Regions from separate parts of the Mus musculus genome. Here region 2 is linked to region 1. Evidence: chromatin contacts called from public HiChIP or PLAC-seq data. All regions are on one chromosome and are shown on one strand. Each heading gives the region's core, a stretch centred on a gene start, on an enhancer-like site or on the middle of the called end of the contact. The rest is flanking DNA. Distances are from core to core; before and after follow the strand shown. Region 1 overlaps LOC115487086 (a long non-coding RNA gene). Region 2 overlaps Uxs1 (UDP-glucuronate decarboxylase 1).

Region 1 (3,576 bases), core at 325-2,824:
CTTAGGATTTTCATGACCTCATCAGACTGTAAAAGTCAAAGTGTTCAAAACTATCTTCTCTCCTATCATGCAAATTACCTGGATATCTAAGAAGTGAGAACTCACTGTAGTCTGACCAGAGAGCTGAACATAGCTTAAGTGACACTTCCCAGTACTGACAACCATAGCTGTGTCCTGTGACTGGCATTTCTTGCCTCATGATAAGCACCTTTCTGAGAGATGAGTGCATTCAACCAAATGTGCGTGCATTGACTAGGCAAAGGAATGCCTGGTATTACCGTTTTTTAAGTAGACAGAAACATGTGCATTGTATAAAGGGGATTAACCCCCATCAAAGTGTCCTCTGCCTTAGATGAAAGACAATACTAATTTGTTTCCTAATTGGATTTCTGCTAGAAATTCCTTTGAGTGTCCCAACCTTAGCTGTTTAGGGTAGCCCACTTGAGGCAGAACCCAGACTTTAGCATTTGTTTGAAAACTGCCATACTGATTCTGCCTCTCCTTTACCTAACCTCAAAGCTACGCGATTGCCTATTTCTGCATGGTCTTAAGCAGGAGCCTTCAAGTGATTCCATGGCTTCCAATATCAGAACCGGTCAGAATATCACCTCTCACCTAACTGTTTCTAGTAAATACCTTATTCCTCTAGAAATTGCGTTCTCCTGGGAATAAGCTGTATTCTAGCCATTCTTTATGGCAGCCACATTCCAGGACACTATTTGGCTGATGGCACCCTGAATACTGTTTTGAAAGTCGACCTTCCGGGGCTTAGAGGGGAATTTTCCCCAAAGCTTCTTGCCTCGAGTTCTAACTAGGTCACATTCACTGCAGGCAGGGGTGTTGTTCCCATGGGGATGTTGTAAGATAAGCTTGGATTTCCACCTGTGCTTTGAGATGGATGAGGAGAGGCTCTCTAAAATTTCAGGGTAATATGAGGCTTCCTCGGAAACAGGTGCAGTACACTTAGTCCACAGGAAAAAAAATGTGAGAGCCTATGATTGGCCATTCTGTGTTTCGTGAAGGGATCAGTAACCTACTTTTGCTCAGGTCTTGGAATGAAGTGTGTGTGTGTGTGTGTGTGTGTGTGTGTGTGTGTGTGAGAGAGAGAGAGAGAGAGAGAGAGAGAGAGAGAGAGAGAGAGAGAGAGAGAGAGAGAAGAGAGAAAGAAACAGAGAGAGCCAGAGCCAGAGAGAGTCAGAGAAAGGTGAGAACAAAGCCTCATTGTGAGGGAAAGCATTACCTCAGAGCTCAGAGGGAAACGAGACCACACCTGGAGCACTTTGCCCTCCTTCAGGAAGCAGCATTACAAAATGACAACTGGAAAGACGCCAGGAGACCTGAAACGTCCAGAAATGCAGAAAACGAGGAGAACATGACTGCCTTTCTTCTGTTAATCAGTGACTGCTGAGAGAGCAAAACCCTCCAGGTTCCCACATTGCCGAGAACTCAAAGGCAAGAGAGATCCCAATCTTGGGGTGGAACTCTTTCTAGTATTCAGTGGTAGGGTAACACACCGCTGCACCTTGTTTCTTTACACACCTCTTTATTGCAGTGGCTTTAGTGAACGTTGCAGACAGTGCATCTTTTACCAGTTGAGGGTTTGAGGAAACCCTGCAGGAGCAAACCTGACTCATTATTTTACACGTGCTACTCTGTCCCATAATGGCCTCTTGTCATGTCTTCTCTACACTCAGTAGGCTGTAGGTGATGGAAATATTACTTCTATTTCCTGGCATTGCTAGAACTGAATTCTGCCCCTAGCCCCTTGCAAATATAACTTTTCCATACACCAGGAAACTAACAGTATCCTGAGACTTCACTGCCATGTTTGTGTCTTGGTCTGCACCCAAGTTGGCACCAGCTTAATGGTGGGCCTGTGTAGGCAGCTCGAAATTTTCCAGCCACTGTGTGTGCTGAGGTGGAGCTCAGTGTTGCTTCATCAGAAATATTGATTAATTTCCAGGGCTCCTGCTGTGTAAACATGGCATCACCAAGCTAGATAAACAGGCTGTAAGCAAGAAAGTACTCCTTCTCCTTCTATCAACAAAAACCTTTAATTGAAAAACAAAGCAAACAGGGCTAGAGAGATGGCTCAGCAGTTAAGAGCACTTGCTGTTCTTGTAGACGATCTGGGCCAAGCTCCCAGCTTCAAGTGACACAGCCACCTATGACTGTAGATCCAGGGAGCTAACCTCTTCTTGTCTCTACACACACACACACACAGACACACACACAGAGAGAGAGAGAGAGAGAGAGAGAGAGAGAGAGAGAGAGAGAGAGAGAGAGAGAGAGAGTGAGAGAGAGAGAAACACAAAGCAGACCTAATACAGAGTGGGTGTCCTGCTCAGTCACTTGGAGATAGAACAAAGATGATGAAGAGAAGTTGGCCTCCTGAGTTCTTTTTTCTTTTTCTGAAATTCAGAAACAGTTACAAACAGGATCTTGGACTTAGGGCCAGCAAAGGATGCCCGTGTGAAATACACTAATCTATGTATTGAGGGGAAATAAAAGGGTAATGTGTCAATGAAATGGTGTTCCCTGAACTAGGCTGAGCCCTGTGGTTCTGTTAGCGTTTCCAGGGCTGCTGTGACAAATTACCATCAAGTAGTAATTATGGTTTCAATGTGAGATCTCCCACATAGGCTCGGGTGTTTGAATATTTGGTCTCCAGCTGGTGGCACTGTTTTGGGAGGCTGTGGAGCCTTCCATTCTGTAGCCTAGGCAGCAGAATTGAGTCATTGACAGTGAGCTTTGTGTTGATATCTGATTCCAGTTTTAGCCCCAGATCTTGCTTCTGATCTGCCAAGGAGGGAGCAAGCTGTACTACAAGCCCCCACTGCCATGGACAGGCCCTGCTCTTGCCACTAGGCTCTCCCACCATTAGAGCCTTGATGTCACTTGAAACCATGAGCTGGAATAACAAACTTAGCCTGCTGAAGCCACTGCTGCCTGGAATTTTGTCACAACCTTGAGAAAAGTAATAAACACAGTGGCTTAAGATAACACAAATGTGCCTGTGTGTCTGTGGGTTAGAAGTTCCACAGAGGTATCATGGGGCTAAAGCCAAGGTCCAGGTAAAAGTGTGTCCCTTTCAGAGGAGAGAGAAGAATCTGTTGTCTATTTTTCCTGGGGACTGCCCATGGTCCTTGGCTTATGGATCTTCCTCCTCTTCAAAACCAGCAATGTTGGGTAGTATCCTGACATTGTCTCACTCTGACTCACTCCCAGTTTCCCTTTTCTACTCCCCCCCCCCCCCGAGACAGGGTTTCTCTGTGTAGCCTTGGCTGTCCTGGAACTCACTTTGTAGACCAGGCTGGCCGCAAACTCAGAATTCCACTGACTCTGCCTCCCAAGTGCTGGGATTAAAGGTGTGCACCACCACTGCCCGGCTTCCGTCTTCTAACTTTTAAGGACCTTGTGATGGCAAGCGAGGTAATCCCTCATAATCCTCTCATTTGAAGACCTATTGATTAGCAGCTGTCATGGCGTTTTGTCAGGTATTCTATTGCAGGTCCCTTGAAAATGAGTTGGCCTTCAAACCCCCAGCACCTCAGAATGCAGCCTTGTTTGGAAAGA
Region 2 (3,576 bases), core at 629-3,128, 460 kb before region 1:
TTCTTTCTTTAATTGAAGCAGGACTTGTAGGAAAATAACCATGGACATGGAATGTAGCTTTAGGACAACTATGTATAGATGTGCTGCCCACCCTGGGAGCAATGTTGCCAGGCCCACATCTAGCCTGTGGGCAATATGGGAGTTCTCTTGGCCCCTGACTATTTGTTTCTGACCATCAGTCATTCTTTTATGTGGATGATAGTACGACATGAAGCTACAGTTCCCTTTTTATGATGGGCCTGGAGCACTTAGCTTCCTTAGCTTTTTAATGCAAAATAACTTATGTGGGTATCAGGCTCTAGACCTCTCTGCTCTGTTTCTCTGCCAGAGGTAGACATGAATTCTTACAGATGTAGCATAAGTCATGGTGTGAGCTTCCAGCTTTCTGTCCCTATTCTCCGGGTTGTAAATAGTGGGCCCCCACACAGGGGTATGTTGCTGTCACTCTAGCTCTACCTCCTAATCCATTGGGCACTTACTCTGAGCGTGTAAGGTAACCCCTGTAGAGAAGGGAACCCATAGCCTGATTACCAAGCCCCCTGCCCTGCTGGGCACCATGGTGTCCTGCCTGTCAGGATATGCTGCTGGCTAGAGGTGACATAGTACATGGGGTTACCTTGCATGCTTAGGGTAAGTACCCAAAGGCTCGGGAGCTGGGGCTAGAGTGACAGCAGCATGCCTCAGCTTTGCTGAGGCTGGGTTTCCTTAGTCTTCCCTCCTTCCACCTAGCATGCTTGAGGTAAGGAGAGTGGGCTCCAAACTTGCTCCCAGGTTCCTGGCTCCTAAGTGGAGCTTGAGATACCTATATACAACATGCTCTGCCCTGCTGTCTTGACAGGCTGCTGTGGATAAGTGTCGTAGTTAGGGTTTTGCTGCTGTGAAGAGACACCATAACTGAGGCACTCTTACTAGGACAACATTTAACTAGAGCTGGCTTACAGGTTCAGAGGTTCAGTCCATTATCACCCAGGCAGGAGCATGGCAGTGTCCAGGCAAGCATGGTGCAGGAGAAGCTGAGAGTTCTACATCTTCATCTGAAGGCTACTAGGAGAAGACTGGCTCCCATGTGTTTAGGAGGAGGGTCTCATTGCTCACCCCCACAGTGACACAGTTCTTCCAACAAGGCCACACCTCCTATTGTGCCACTCCCTGAACCAAGCCATAATCAAATCACTGCAATAAGGAAGTATCCAGTGAGGTGGCATAGCTCTGAAGCCGAGGGCATCAAGTCTAGCAGTAAGCACAGTTTTTGACAATGCCCAGAGCAGCAGCCCATGCATTGTTTACTCTAGGTATCAGTTGTTCCTTAGCCAGAGCTTAGTACCAAGTTGCTACATGGTAGCATCAATTTTGAGTTCTAAATATAAAGCCTTTTCAGGTAGTTTTAGAGAAAAGTATTTTAGTTGTTAGGATTTATGCTTTTAGAAAATCCTGAGTCATGTTTATATTAGCAGAGTATTGATTTGGTTATTTTAGTCACTACAGATTTTTACATACAAGAATGCATCCTTTTTGTTAATGATTATCTTTTTTCAGGGCTGTACATGGAGTGTAAATAAATAAATCTAATGTAAGGAATGAAAATGTAAACAAGATAAATAGAAGTCTGCATTGCCTTTTTATTAAATAAAATGTTGCCTTTTAACAATTCTCTTTCAAGATTCTCATAATTAGTGAAATACCCAGATATATTCAACATAAAGTTTTATTTCATTGCACATCTTTTAATGGGGATCGAAGGGCAAAACAGAGCACCCTTCATGAATAGTTTGGATCTGTCAGAGAGGAAGTAGGTTGGTGCTTCTGTGTGCCTGTGGGCACGGAGTCTTTGTAATGTGGGGGTTTGCCCTGGGGCTGTTAGTCAGGGCTTAGGGCACGTTTGTACTCCTAGCCTTCTGTGAGTATACCTCTGAAGTCATGGCCCACCCACTTTCTGAACTGAGTCTGCATAACAGGCTACCATTCATAAAACCGCAGACCAACAGAGCAGAAAGAGAACTTAGAAGTTACCTGGGGCAGTAGCCTTGAGGGCATATTTACTTTTTGGCATTAGCATACTTTAAAAAAGAAGAGTTGCTATGTATATGACACTAGAGGGCTTGATGTGTTTGCTGGCCCTGGCCTTGTTCCCAGGGTGTCTGCTGCCCACATCCTGCTACCCCACATAGGCATCTGCAGTGTGGTATTCCCTCCCTACTAGCTTTGCAGTGCTGTCAGCATATCCAGACACATAGCAACCGTAAGAAGTTTACTTATTAATGCAGTAGTCCCTGTTATTTTTGAGGGAGATACACTTCTACACCCCAGGGGATGTCTGACTGAAAAGTGCAGGAATCTATATATGTTATGCTTTTTCTGAACATGTATAACTATGTTAAAATTTAATTTATAAGTTAGGCATAGTAAAAGATTATTTGCAGTTACAAACAGACCAATTGTAGCAATATGCTGTGGTAAAACTCATAGGCACAGGCTGCCTCCTATCTCCCAATGCTACACTCACTTCTGGCTGACTGTGGGTAACTGAAACCATGGCTAGTGGATCCACTTCACTAAAGCAGATGTGCTGAAGAGGATTGTCAGGGAGCTGCAGCACAGCTGCCTCACCCAGCCTTATGTGGCTTTTCTGCCACCCTCCAGAATGAACGTGAGCATCCCTCAGCCTAGTGAATTGCACTCCTCAGTGCAAGACCTCGGTGTGTGAGAAGCATCAGAGAATGAGATGACTCAACCTCCTTTCCCCATTGATTCACACATTTTCAGGGTACAAGAAGACTTGGACATATGGCAGAGTAGGGCTACCATTTATGGGAGCACTGTATATAGTTTTCAGGTCAGTATAACTCAGGCTTCTCCTGCAGGACAGGCGATCTTTGTGTAATGGAGAGTGACACTTTTCTGCGTAGACCCGTTCCTCTGTCCTTTGAGGACTTCCTGTCATTGAGCAGTGATCAAAGCACAGCATCTATGACTTAATAGGACACTGTTCAAGGCATAGCTTATGTTTAAGAGCAGTCTTAATGGAGAGCCCATTTTACTCTCTACCTCAGGACTTGACCATTATAAAAGAAGCAATGGGATATCCGATGGCACCTTACCCTTGTGGGTGGTACACTAGTCCCAACCATTGTTCTCCCTCAAGCCTGTGATTAATCTTCCCCAGAGTGCTGTGGGATTCCACCATATCGTCCTGTCGTTCTGGTGGGGAACAGATACTGAGAAACATTGTACATGATCACTGTTGTTTAGATTGAAAATAATTTTTTAAACAATATATTCTGATCATAGTTTCTCCTCCTCCAAATCTTCCCAGCTCTTCCCTATTTATTCAGCTCGATGCCTTCTTTTTCTCATTAGAAAACATAACAAAACAAAACAGCCAGGTTTTTAAAAACGAAAAATAACAAAGTGAAAGCACAAGAAACACATATCCACACATGTACACACACATATCCACACACGTACACACACATATCCACACATACATATATACACACTCATACACACATGTACACACACAAATACATGCACACTACATACATACATACATACATACATACATACATACACACACAC

Evidence for each region. HiChIP or PLAC-seq counts read pairs in DNA pulled down with a chosen protein or histone mark.
Region 2: a contact with region 1 is called in an HNF4G HiChIP or PLAC-seq map of pancreatic cancer cells. The contact joins two enhancer-like sites. A contact is called at or near these places in 1 of 15 datasets of contacts at CTCF or cohesin (large pre-B cells), 2 of 484 Hi-C or Micro-C datasets (bone marrow-derived macrophages and urothelial organoids) and 1 of 115 datasets of contacts at active chromatin or transcription factors (pancreatic cancer cells).

Annotation. Positions count from the first base shown.
Region 1 is chr1:43,303,884-43,307,459 of GRCm38.p6, reverse strand. The region is part of intron 1 of LOC115487086 (a long non-coding RNA gene); the gene reads left to right. Among named protein-coding and RNA genes, the nearest start is that of Gm29040, 45 kb to the right of the region's middle. Within about 2 kb of position 1,574, at least 47 of the 459 cell types and tissues checked have an H3K27ac peak or open chromatin away from gene starts, as enhancers often do. A contact at or near this core is called in pancreatic cancer cells, where this site is marked.
Region 2 is chr1:43,767,158-43,770,733 of GRCm38.p6, reverse strand. The region is part of intron 9 of Uxs1 (UDP-glucuronate decarboxylase 1); the gene reads left to right. Among named protein-coding and RNA genes, the nearest start is that of Ecrg4, 38 kb to the right of the region's middle. Within about 2 kb of position 1,878, at least 67 of the 459 cell types and tissues checked have an H3K27ac peak or open chromatin away from gene starts, as enhancers often do. A contact at or near this core is called in pancreatic cancer cells, where this site is marked.